Regions from separate parts of the Gossypium hirsutum genome. Here region 1 is linked to region 2. A link is a contact called in public Hi-C data. All regions are on one chromosome and are shown on one strand. Each heading gives the region's core, a stretch centred on a gene start, on an enhancer-like site or on the middle of the called end of the contact. The rest is flanking DNA. Distances are from core to core; before and after follow the strand shown.

Evidence for each region. Hi-C and Micro-C count contacts between places; a contact is called where the count stands out from the background.
Region 1: a Hi-C map of hypocotyl shows a contact between it and region 2, with 4 times the contacts expected there. The contact joins the promoter of LOC107922619 here to the enhancer-like site in region 2. A contact is called at or near these places in 16 of 34 Hi-C or Micro-C datasets (anther, callus, hypocotyl and 3 more).

What each region holds. Positions count from the first base shown.
Region 1 is chrD01:45,159,442-45,166,597 of Gossypium_hirsutum_v2.1, forward strand. It overlaps LOC107922619 (plasmodesmata-located protein 6), which reads left to right and starts at 3,672. Exons shown (of 4, transcript XM_041086532.1): 1 at 3,672-4,722; 2 at 5,736-5,858; 3 at 5,956-6,011; 4 at 6,130-6,393. The coding sequence starts at 3,990. The coding sequence ends at 5,966.
Region 2 is chrD01:44,956,593-44,963,142 of Gossypium_hirsutum_v2.1, forward strand. LOC107920950 (ubiquitin-conjugating enzyme E2 variant 1A) reads left to right here and starts at 405. Exons shown (of 5, transcript XM_016850781.2): 1 at 405-3,581; 2 at 6,049-6,188. The coding sequence starts at 3,554. Within about 2 kb of position 3,514, at least 5 of the 9 cell types and tissues checked have an H3K27ac peak or open chromatin away from gene starts, as enhancers often do.

The DNA.
Region 1 (7,156 bases), core at 2,422-4,921, 200 kb after region 2:
AGTTGATTAAGTATTTAATATATATATACGAATTTTTTTATATAATTGAGTAGAAGCTTGAATGTTAATTTGGGAAAATACGAATTATAGAATCGAAAGTATTAGTTTGATTTAAATTTATACTAGATGAATAGAATTGAAATGAATATATTGTTTGGTACTTAAACTGAAATGGATGTTTGTTCTTAGTTGTATTTTGATCGGTAATGCCTCGTAACCCAAATCCGACGAGGGACACGGGTTAGGGGTGTTACAAATGATGTTACAATTTAGTGGTATCAGAGCTTAGGTTTAATTGATCCTCTAAACATAGGAAATTAAAGAATAGCCCTTATATGCATGATACATTAGATCTGGCTTAGCCCTTTAGACGAAAATAAAGGTGTCATGTGTTAAGTGATTGTGTATAGGTTGGAGGATCGTTACGAGTTGGTAATAAATAATTTAAGAACAACAAAAAGAAAGGTAAGTACAGCTCAAATAAGAGACAATGGAAGAAAGGTAGAAATTTTTATTAAAATAGGGAGACAAGTACAAGAACAATTAAACATTATCCTCAGCTGGCTAATCAGCGATCTCCTCTACGTCTTCCTCCCCATCATAACCAGCTTCCTCAATAGGATCAGGAGTGGTTGGCTCTGGTTCTAGAGAGAAGAAGAGGTTGTTAGGTTCCTTCCACTTCTTTTAAAATTCTTCCCACTCAATCCCTAAAAAATTGAGTGCATTGAAGCCTAGATTGATGTTGGTAAGCTTACGCATACAGCTGAAGTTTACTTGACTCACATAAAAAGGTCCCACAATGACTTCGGTGTGTAGAATATGGTTGGATCTCAGCTTTGGAAGGTAATCTTGTATCCTTGCCTTGGTTTTTACCTTGTAACACTCTAGGGCTCCGTTGTTTTCTTTTTGCATCCTCTCTAAGTGCGTCAAACGTTGTTCATCTAAGGAATGGATATAGCTCCTCAGTTGGCGTATTCTCTCCTCAAACTCTTTCTTCTTAGAATTATATTTAGTCTCCTACCTGGAGACAGATTTGGTTAGCTCCTAGTTTTAGTGGACTGAAGCCTCGTGTGATTGGCGAAGCTGGGCTAGTGCTTGGTTGCTGGAAGCCAAGGCCTTTTCTAACTCAATTTGTTTAGCTTTACTTCCACTACAGTATTTGCGGAGGGCCCAACCAAGAAGTCTGCATTCTTCCACCATCACTTGGTAAGAATCTATCAATTCTAGTAAGGTTGGTTGGCGGGCTAATATTAGTTACTTTAGATCATTAATATCATTAACTGTTTGATTAAAATATTGATATGAAATTTTATTAAAAAATTATTCTAAGAAAAAAGTTCTATTTGGCATTATGAGTTAGAATAAGTGTTTTAAAAAACTCTATTTAGCTACTGAAATCATTAAAGGGTGTTAATTATTTAGATTAACTAATGATATTATTATGACAGATTAGGCAAATTTGGTCAAATAAAAAAATAATGAATCACAAATTTAAGCATACTAGAATGATCAATACCATGACTTAACACAATATATATGCCTAACACAATCGCTATTTATATACATATACAAATATATATTACATATTTGAATATTAGATTTATTTAGTATTAATTCATTTCGCATATGAATATGAGGCAACAAAATCATTCACTAAATTCATTTTAATGTAAATATTTTAGATATTTGAATTCTTAACTAAAATTTGAGTTACTCGTAAGCGTAAAGATTTTAGATATTTAAATTAAATATTCATTTCATTTTCAAAAAATAATTTAATAAATTTTAATATTTTAAAAATATAATTAATGTATTTTATTTTAATTATATAAAAACAAAAATAAACCAACAAAAATATCATCTATTGTTTTCAACTATTTCTATTCTTATTTTTCTTACATTATGTATTTATATATTTTGAGTAAAAAGATAGTTATAGAACTAAGCGGTCAACTTTCATTTCCACAAATTAAGAAAGCGAAAGCTTAATAATGAAAAACTTAAAGTTAACTTTTAATTTTATGAATTTGTAACTTAATTTAATAACAAAATGATTTTTTTCTAAAGAAACTGCTTTTATTAATCTTTTGGATTTTTTTTTTAAACTTTTTTCAACAGTTTTATCTTATAAACCTAAAGAGTTTAGTATTTAAAAATAAATCTTTAAAAGATTTTAAGCTATGGTTAAATTCCCTGTGCAAAGGAAGGGATACACACAAGTGAAAATAAAAGTGGGGTATTCTTGTAAATATATTGGGACAAGACAGGGGAAGATGGTTTTACCTAAATTGTAATTTTAATGAAAAAACTAACTAATCCGACCTGAAAGCAATTAAAAAAAAATCGGGTTGGAGTCCTATGGTTTTGAGATTTTTTAACATCCTACATACTAAGTAAAAGTAAATTCATAAATAATAAGATATTTTAATATAAAAAATATGTTGGTAGATGGTTAGGTTTAAGATAATTTATTATACGAAATTTGAGATATTCAGATAGGGTTTCGGAATCTCATGATTGAAAGTCTACTATTAATACAGATGAGGAAAGAGGCTACGGTGGTGCCCGGAATTAAGAAACCTTGTTGGAAGCCGTTGGCAAACAGTGCTTGCAGATTTTGAGGCTAAGGCTGTTTAAGCCTCGTTATTTTACCAGTAAAAGGAAAATCCTTTGGATAAATATATTTGTATTTACTACAAACTTAGGTACCCATCTCACCCCACACCTCATCTTCGAATTAAAACTTTCTACAAATTGCAAATTTTTTTCTCCTACGATACTTGATTTCTAGAAGTAGCTAGAAAAATCCCTTTTCGAATCTTTGATCATTAAATCAACTAAAATAATAATATTAATACTTGTACCTATCACTTTCTATTGTAATCTCCTCCCTCCAACCATCCAAAATCTTGCTCCGCGCACTAACTCCATATTGAAGGCCTCATGTGATACGTATATAAAAACTATACTGAATAAATATATTTCCAATCTCACTAAACTCAACTGATAGCACACCGAACCAAATGATTTTTGCAAATGAAAGATGGAATTGATTTTGATGGATGAATTATAATGTAGGAGTCCCAGACCATCTTTGATGTTATACGGGTCAACCGTCACCGGTCCCTCAACCACAACCACATCTGACTTTTAACCTCACCAACACTGAAAACCCTATACTATATTACTTCATTTCTCAATCCCCTCATCTCTCACTAATGTCATTTTCCAACTAATTAAATACAAAAAAATATTCATTCATGCAATTAATTCTTAGTAATATTATTACTATATGATGATTTGTCACGTTTTTCAAATTTTAATTTACATGGGTATCGAAATTATTGTTTTTAGATTTAATTGGTCAAATCTTCAATTTAACACTACTGAAATACAAATAAAATATTTAATTCAACTGTGGATTATATATCGTTAGTTAAATGATTCATATTGTTAATTTTTTTTATTTAAACAACCAATAAATATAATAATTAATCAATAATATTTTCTTCTAACTTTTAAAGGAAAAAGAAAAAAAAAATTGTCTTGAACCCCTAATGTCACCTTACTCCTCATTAATCAACTCAAAAAGTATCCATAGTAAATCATTCTTAAAATGTTAATAATACTAGAAATGATTTGTCGCAAACTTTTTAACACGATACCAAAACCCTTTTATCTACTTTAGTAATTTTAAAAAAAAGTGTCCGAATTCTTCGATTAGTTAAAGCAGTTGGTAAAAAAATGATTCAATAATCATTATAAAAACAATATATGAGAAAAAAATCATATATGGAAATTCATGTGAAAATACGAAGCTGGTTTCCTCCTTACGTAAATTCCCCTCAAAGCAACAATCCTCTCCTTTTCTCTCACACAAAACAGTGGCATCCATCAGTTTTTAATGCTTTGATAGCCTCTTCTTTAAGCCATCCTTCACTCCCCTTTCTATATTCTCTTTCAAACCCTTCTTTTTCTCACACACCCCCATGGCTTTAGCTACGAAAACAACGTCGCTGTTTCTTCTTCTTCTCGCTGTATGGTGTTTCTTCATAACACCATCAAATTCAGCCACCGATTCCTTCGTTTTCGGTGGCTGTTCGCAGCTTAAATACACGTCTGGCTCACCTTATGAGTCCAACGTCAACTCCATACTCACTTCCCTGGTCAACTCAGCCATGTACACCTCTTACAGTAACTTTACCCTTCCAGGAGCCAGCAATCAGGACACTGTCTACGGCCTATTCCAGTGCCGTGGTAACCTCAACAGCGGTGATTGTGGCCGTTGTGTGGCGAAAGCCGTCAGTCAACTTGGCACTCTTTGCCTTGACTCTACGGGTGGCGCGTTGCAACTCGAAGGGTGTTTCGTTAAATATGATAACACGACTTTCCTGGGGGTGGAGGACAAGACGGTGGTGGTGAAAAAATGTGGGCCGTCGATTTCGTCTTACTCGGACGCATTGGGTCGGCGTGATGCGGTGTTGGGTTACTTGGGAGCAAGTGATGGTACCTACAAGCCGTTCCGGGTTAGCGGTTCAGGGGATGTACAAGGTGTAGCTCAGTGTGTAGGGGATTTGAGTCCGAGCGAGTGCCAAGATTGCTTATCAGAAGCGATCGGACGGCTCAAAACCGACTGTGGGGCTGCCAAATGGGGTGACATGTACTTGGCCAAGTGCTACGCGCGGTACTCAGAAGGTGGAGACCACTCCCACAGCCAAAAAGGTGAGCAGTAAGCTCCTTCCCCAATCTCCACCCCCCTTTTGTGGTGGTGGTGGTGGTGGTTAATATTTTGTGTGATTTGCAAAATTATTCAAAATATTGTAAATCGTAAACTTTGTTTTTCTCTCGTGTGAGATAGAGATTATGTGTTTCTTTTCTAATTTTCAGGTAAAAAAATTTTTTTTTGTGGTACCGAAAAACTTAAAAGTAACTTTATCGTTAAAATGTTTCATTAGTTCATGTAGTATTCAAAAAATTAGAATTTAGTCCCTGTATTTTTTTAGGGAATTTAGTTTCTTTTTGCTCTTTAGATTTTAAAAATTAAATCCAACTATTAACAATTTTTATTAAATTCTGGTTAGTTACATCATTTGTTTAATTATATTGTTTTAATTATATTACTCTCAAGTATTTTATAATTTTAAAATATCACACAAATAAAATTAATCAAAAAATTTAATAGTATTAATTGTTGAATCTAAATTTCAAATTTAAAAATTATAAAAACTAAATTCCTATAAATAAAACTACCAACATTATATTCAAAATTTTCAAAGAATGTAAATGTTTACAACATATTTCAACTTATTACTTGTGAATATGTCATAGGTCTAAACACCTTACTATTACTTTTTCATTTTTGGTCATTCATTAATGTATATACCATTTCATTATAAAATGTAGTACTATTTCCATCTACCCTTTAATGGAATTAGAAGTTGAAAAAGTATAATGAATAAAAATTTGAGATAATTCGATTTTAAATTTAATTGGAATTTCGAAATATATATATATGGCATAGGGAACAACAAATTGGTACAATTTTGCATGAAATTGAGGTCCACTGTTGAATTAATGCCCCATTAAATCAAAGAAGAATCCAATGCCACCCAACTCCAACACCCCCTCCTTAGGGAAAAAAGGTCATAGATTTTGAAGTTGTAATTGTAAATTAAACAATTTCTATTCTACACGGATTTTGGAGTAATAGGTTCAAACGTTTGTGAATGTTGTAGATACAAATAACAATGATGATGAGATTGAAAAGACCCTGGCAATTCTAATTGGACTCATTGCTGCAGTTGCTTTGATCATACTCTTTTTATCATTCTTATCAAAACTGTGTGACAATGGCAAAGGTAATTCCATATCTCACTTTCACTTTAATTTGAGCTTTTCTTTCTGCCTTTTGCTTTTGAATCATTTTCATTTCCTATTTTTGAAAAAAATTTGCAGGTGGTAAATAAAACAATCAATTCAGGGATCTCACTAAAAACCCTTTTCTGCTTCTGGTAATTAAATTCTCTAATGCCCCTTTTAGCTACACTTTTGGATGACCTCTTCCATAAATCTTTTTTTAATTGAGATCTCCAAAGGTAATTGATAGGAAATATATGTTTATGGAAACAGGGGATTTGAATCAAGTGAAAAGAAAGTTGCAGTATAAGATGGAAAAAGCCTAAACCCCTTTTTCTTTTTCTGAGTGTATAATTAAGTAGTGAACACTTGTGTGAAAATACAAGTGTTATTTCTAGTGGGTGAATTTGTTGGCTGTAATTACAGCTTTTGCGAACTTTTTAGTATATTTGGTTGGCAAAAGCTTGAATTCATCATCTGTAATTTTAGATTAAATTTACTTTTTTAATTCTATCAATTCAACATTATTTTCTATCATCTCCGAGACTTGATGCTTAATGATCTCACTTATACAGTGATTAAGATATTAGGTGTTGGTATTCACGTTCCAGTTGTACTTGAACAAAATAATATTTCAATGTCACAAGATTATTTGCTATAACTTTCTTATGATTCTAATATAATTTATATTGGAATTGCCATACAATACATCGGATCAAATTAAGATAACAATTTTATAGCTACGTCAAAACAAAGTTATTTTTAGCAACCATATGTCCACTAATGTCTAATCAACCTATTTATAAATGTTGTCTACATTCCAAGCATCAACAAGTTATTATCAAAAAAGGACCATCACTTTTCTTTTCTCTTATTGTTTTGGGAATAAATTATAATTTTGAATCTCTATTATATTTAAATTTATGATTTACCTTTTACAATTTAACATAATTTAATCCTCTATTTTTTATAACAGTTAAATAATTAATCTCAGTAATTATTTCAATTAAACCTTCCCCTCTTCATGTTTGACAAATATTTGTTTTGTGTTGAAAGAGGTGTTAAAAAAAGAGATAAAGTAATATTTAGTCCTTAAATTTGGTAATTTTTTTTAATTTTGTCTTTAAATTTTGTTTGGTCTAAATTAGTCTTAAAACTTGACAACTTTTGCCAATTTGGTTCCTGGACTTGGATTCCGTCAAGATTGTGTCATGTCATTAATTGGTTTTTTTTAAAATTATAAATTATAAATTTAAAAATTTTAAATAAAAAAATTATAAATTATAAATTTCAGGCAACA
Region 2 (6,550 bases), core at 2,264-4,763:
AAAAAAATCATTTAACTCCTTGTTTAAAAAAAAAGAAACTTTAAAAACCTTTCAAACTCTCTCCCCTCTTTCTAGAATTCGGCCATGGCTTCGATCACCGGACCACCGTGGCGATCGCCGATTGCCGGTGACAGCCGATCGCCGACGACAGCGCTACCTTCCACGGTGGCCAAAAAATTAAAAAAGGTCATTTTTTAGCTTTTCGACTCCTTGGGCCCAAAAAATGTCATTTTTCATCGGAAACGACGAACCTCGGCCTCCACGACAGCGCAAAATAAAAAAAAAGTAAAATCTTCCCCCATTTTTTACTGTTTTCATTTGTTCTCTTTAAAAAATAAAAATAAATAAATAAATAAATAAAAATGAAAAGAAAAAAATAATAAGACCACCTTTAAAAGATTTCTTTTTTCTTCTATTTTTGATTGCTTCGTAAAAAAAATACATCATTGTTTTGTGGCTTTTATAGCCGAAAAGAAAAAAGAAAATACAATACTCGTTTCTTTGCCTCTGTGTTTGCGTGTTTGTTTTGCAGGTACAAGGGTCGTACGCCAGCTATGTACGGAGGTTGACGTGGCGGTACGGAGGCACGCGTGGGAAAGATGCAACGACAGCAGCTAAAAAGAGTGGCTAGGGTTAGGTTTTTTTTCTAAAAATGTTAAGATAATGGGCCACTTGGGCCGTCTAGGGTTTTTAGTGTTTGGGTTTGTAAATTGGGCTTTTAGGTTTAATGCATATTGGGCTACATATGTGGTAAATGGACTAGGACAGTTGTTATTTATTTTTGTTTGGTTTTTGTCTGGCCCCCGGCAAATTGGGCCTCTTACATGATGAATGGTGATTAAATAATGTAATGCTGAGGTATGGTTATATGTATGCCTGGAATATGTATTATAAGTCAAGAACGTATGTGTTATATTTCGGTGAAATAAAATGTTAGGCTTAAACTGTAGAAGGGCATGAAGAGTTTGTGTCTGTTCACCGTGGTGATATTCAAAAGGGTCAGCCGGGATTTTAAATAAGAACCTTGAATGGAAAGTCCATGGTCATGGCACCCTTTGTAAGGGACTAAAGGATGGTTATAGCCCAATTCATTTTTTCTGCGTGTCCCAGGATCATGATAAGCAAATCTCACGAAATGTGAGTCTAGGCAAATTCATATCACAAACACATCAGGAAAGAAAATGCCCTCACGGTGAACCCTAAACGAATGCATTTGTAGCGTAATATGAAAGGAATGCCTTTGTAGCGCAATATGAAAAAGTATCATTCGTGACGAACTCTGAAAGAAATGTCCTTATGATACGTTAAAATAAAGTTCTCAGTGACATACCAAAAAGAATGTTCTTATGGCAAGTTTTATAATAAATCGATTAGGCGCATTCAACATGACTCTTAAGTGAAATCAATAAGATCAGAAAAGTTTCATGTCTCTATGGTTAATACAATAAAAAAGAGTTACATAAGGCTATGACTCGTCTAAAAATAAAAATGTAAAATTTGTATGTTCGAAAGAGGTATCTGTCGTCTGTGCACACGTTCTTTTAAATTGTGATGATTTGATGGCTTAGAAGTAAGTTTGCAAGCGTAATGTTATTACTGATTGTATTGATCTCTGAAAAGAAAATGAATAAAGATTTATGATTGTTTTGATTGAACTAAATGATGTATTGAATACTTCGATAAGAGGAAGTGATTTCAGAGTAACGTATGATATCTAAATATGGAAACAAAACTTGAGGAAGTATCAGAGACAAAGTTAAAAGTTTAAAGATGATAGGATCATCTATCTAAACTATCAATTGCAATGTGCAAATATGACTCATGTAAATGAGGTTTTCCTCACTAAATTCTTATAAACTTATCTCTGGGTGTTATGTTACAAGAGAGATGATGTAAGTCTGCGTCAAAAGGGACGATGTTAGGACTATGCCAAGAAGTGACATATCGGGTTATTGTGCATACAGAGCAAGATTGGCGACGTGTTCCAGGACTGAATTATTACTTAGAAGTCCCTACTTAAGGCATCTTTATTGTATTAGAGTTTCAAATTAAATATTGTTGTATTTTAATTACCACGTGTTGTAATTATATTTACTTCTTGTACATGTTTATCTATTCAAATTAGAAATTTTGTAATTAAGTAACATAATTGATTGTAATTTGTAAAAGTAGATTGAGTTTTTATTTGTATTAACGTGATAATACCTAAGACCTGGATTCAACCAATCAAATTGAGTCGAGGGTGTTACAATGTTAGTATAAATGACTTAATTTATTAGTAGTTAAAGTTGAATATGTAACTTGATTAAATTAAATATTTATGACTTATCTATCTATAATATAAAAAAGTATGAATTTTAAAAAACTTTTGATTAGTAGTTAAAGTTGATTTTTTTCAAGTCATTAAGTGATAAATTTTAACTAAAAATCAAAGTTTGATGAAAATTTTTTTTAAAAAAATTCAAAGTTTATTGGTAAAATTCAATCACATTAATAATTGAATGGCAAATTTACACAATTTCAAAATATAATGGCAAAAATTAAAGAAAACAAAATATAGCCTATTATATATAAGTGCTTTCATTGAAGATGTAAAATCGTTAAAAGATGATTTCCATACCTGTTTGTTCTCCCACACAACAAGGGAGAGGAACGACCAAGCGCATGTTTTAGCAACGGAGGATTAAAACGAAGGGAGCAAGCTTACCTGGTAGGGGAAGTGCCGGAGTTCGCGGTGGGAAAAATGGAGGAGGATAGAAGATCGGACGGCCAACGAGGTTAACTAACTCAAGAAATGGCCAAAAGGGTCCACTCCGAGGAAAGGCGATAGATCTTTTGAGAGGAAAAAGGAAACGGAAGGGTGAAATTTTGGAAGAGTGAGAAGAGGGTCCCCTCTGATCAACTGGGTTGCAATCTGGGGACGGTTAAGGTCCTAAGAAAGCGAACGGACCACTTTTATTTCCACTTTGTTTAATTTATTGTTTATTTGCAATTCTTTTGTTATCTTGCTGTTGCTTAGTTCTTTTCAAACTAGGGTTATAAACTTCAATTCCTTTAAAGTATAATGTCAAATAAATTTTTAATATATTTTCCACACTTATAAAATTTAATAATAAAAATTTATCATTTAACTTTTTGCAATTTATCAAACACAATCTAAATCTAAATCATCATTTTATAATTACATTTACTATTTAATTTTTTATTAAACAGAAAATAAAAAATAACAGAGTTACAGATAATTAAATAATTTTTATTCATTGTAAATAAGAAAAGGCTTCTACTTTTTATATTTAATTGCTTTCTCCTAACAACCTTGCCTTGCCTGACCACGATAAACAGCAGTCGTGGACCACTCATCGTCAGTTTTGAACAGTGGTTGTTGATTTTTTATTATTTTAGATTCCAAACTTTCTCTTTTAACATTTCTCCTTCTACATCTTTCTTTCTTTTCTTTTTTTGGGTTGGGGTTTGGTACTCTCGTTTGAATCAAAGAAACCATAACTGTTTGTTCTTTTTTTCTCCCTTTGAATTGAAACGATTGAAAGAAGAAATGGGTTCAGAAGGATCATGTGTTGTTGGTAAGTTTTTGATTTTCAAAGCCCCAGATTTGTCGTTTTTGTTACTCAAAGTTCCCATTTTTATTTGTTATACGTGAAATTTTGTTATCATTCCGTTGTTGATGGAGCTTCGAAAGTATATGCATCTCGTGTATTTTGGGTGTGATATTCCTTGGATTTGGTACAAAATAGGGTTTAGTTTTAATATTGGTGTTCTTTTGTTTAGTCTAAAGTACTTGTTTTCATATGCTTGAGAGTGGATTTTCAAGATTTTTATAATATTAATGGGTTTAATTCCCGGTTTCAGTTTGGGCTTTAATAATAGGGATATTTATGATTATGAATTTGTAGCCTTGCATTTGGTAAATCTGATATTGTAGGAATAAATGAAGGAAGCCAGTTTTTCTATTTCTTTGAGTTCTTGTCCTTTTCCTTGGTATTGGACTGGTAATGGATAAAGCCCTTAATCGAATTTGCATTAAGGTAGTTCTGTTATTTTTAATCGGTTTTCCTTTTCACTTTCTGTTCTGAGGTACTCTTTTGAGTTTAATTATTTATACCTTTAAGTCTAACGGAGCCATTGCATTATATTATTACTAATTACATCTGGCAACATTTGTTTAATGTACCTTGTTTCAAGTAAAGAATATTAATGCTGACTGGCTACATTCAGAAAGAAGAAGAAATAACCTTCAAAATGGTATCCATCTCTTCTAAATTTTTTCCATGCCTAGGGCTTGTAGCCCATGAAAACTATAAATAATGCTAAAATGGCCGTTTGACTATGATGCATGGGCTGTGCTAGCTCTGAAGTTACTTTTTTTTAACTCATTTCACATGTCAAGACCATTGATCCACTTCTGAAGGGATCTGTTGAGATTAATTAATAGCACTTGTGACATGGGACGCATATGCAACTGTAAATGGAGTGCTAGCAATCTTAATTGAACATTCAAAATAGAGGTATCAGGTTTAGCTTGTAATGGAATGGCAATGATTTGTTTAAGCTGAAAGAAGACAACGACCTGTAGAATCCATCTTAATATCCTTGAGTCAATGGTTGTCCAAATCATGACTGCTGACCTTGAGGCTTCGAGAACTCATCTTGGTGAGCATGTGATGGATAATCAAGACAAGAGACACAAAGCGGATCAGAAAGTTTCTTATACACTTTTTCTGTCCTTGAAACCTGTGATTTCCTAATCTCTGGTTTGTGTTGATGAAATGCAACTGTATGTTTCAGGACTAGTTGTATCTGCTTTCTAATTGATTGATGAAATTCTGGTCAAGCATGCAATGAATGAACAAATGAAATAAGTGCAAATCAGGATGCTAGTTTGTGTGGTCGAGTATACAGTGTATGGAAAATAAATGCATATAATAATCCCAATTAAACTAGCCAATCCTTTTGCATTAGGCTTCAACTTCAACCAAGTAAAAGATGTTATGACAATCAGATTGGATGACGCTTTCCGGTTAGTATTAGGGTAGATGACTTTTTTATTTATCTGGGATACCCATATTTTCTTGCTCGACTTCATAGCTTTTTAGGTCTGAAGACCATTTGCATGCAGGCATGTATATTGAATCAAAACCAAGGATGTGGAAAAGTAACATTTTTTGGTACATGTGAGAATGATTTTATGCCATCAGCAGATGACATGATTTTTTTTTCTGTTTATTTGGTGAGTGATGCTTGATGGAGGTTACTGTCAAAAGATGTTTAATCTAAAATAGAGACGTTTGATTTTATTCCTAGGGGAAACTAAGCCTGCTGTCAATGAATTGAGGAAACTTCCTTGACCACTTTTTCTGGCCTTAAAAGTTTCCTTCTATGGTTCTCAAATCAAATCCTTCTTTTTTTTTTGAGCCATCTCATGGCATACCCTTTGGCCATTGATGATCACCTCTTGGTTATTGAGAAGTGAACTTTCTTGGTATCAATGCCTTACAGACACTTAAAGCTGTGCAGTGGCATTTGATTTTGGAAGGCTTTGGGTGCAATCTCTTTTGTGAAACCAACTTGAATGTTGGGTGGATATTCCTTCAACTGCTGACCTTACAGTAAAAAAACTGTCGTTGATTGAATGACAATATTGGACAAATGTCTTTGAAAAATGGAGCCAAACATATGCTATTTATGAGGGAAAGTGGTAGTTCTGTCATATGCTATTTATGAGGGAAAGTGGTAGTTCTGTTTTTATATCTGGTTTTTGTGCTCATTCATTGTTCATGAGTGATTAATCGTGGCATATGCTATTGTATGCTATCGGGATTATGGTTGTTTCTGGGATTGTATTGGCTGTTTTGCATTATTTGACACAACATGCAAGCATTTCATTTTTGTCTTAGGCTTTACCTTTTTTTTTATTGAAGAAACTTTTGTTTTTAATATTTTTGGATGTTGCATTTGGGATGGACTTCATACAAACTTCACGTGTGATTTGTGTCAATCATGACCTAAGGAAAAAATATCTGATTTTTGCAGTACCCAGGAGTTTCAGATTGCTAGAAGAGCTTGAGAGGGGTGAAAAGGGAATTGGAGATGGAACTGTTAGCTATGGGATGGACGATGCTGATGATATATACATGCAGTCATGGACTGGGACTATTATTGGCCCTCCAAACGTGAGTCTCTCTCACTCTCTCTGTATGGCAGTCAGTGCACTTCTTTCTGAACTTTAGTGGAGAGGTGCAATGATGAGTCTGAGCCCAACTTAGAAGTTGACATGTACCTGTAGCTAAGCACATTTTCACAACTTGGTGCAATCCTTGAGATATTCCAGATGATTGACTAATTACTAGTGAGAACTAGACAATGTTTTTATTAAAAAAAACCAAAAACTTGTGTGGATGCTGAAAACATGAAAAGAAGTAACGCTCGAGGCAAATTAGGCTGTAGCCAGAGTTGGAAGGCTGCTTTACTGATTTTAGTTAAACTACCTGGTGGGTCCCTGTACTATTGGCTGAAGAGCAACTTAGTCCTACTA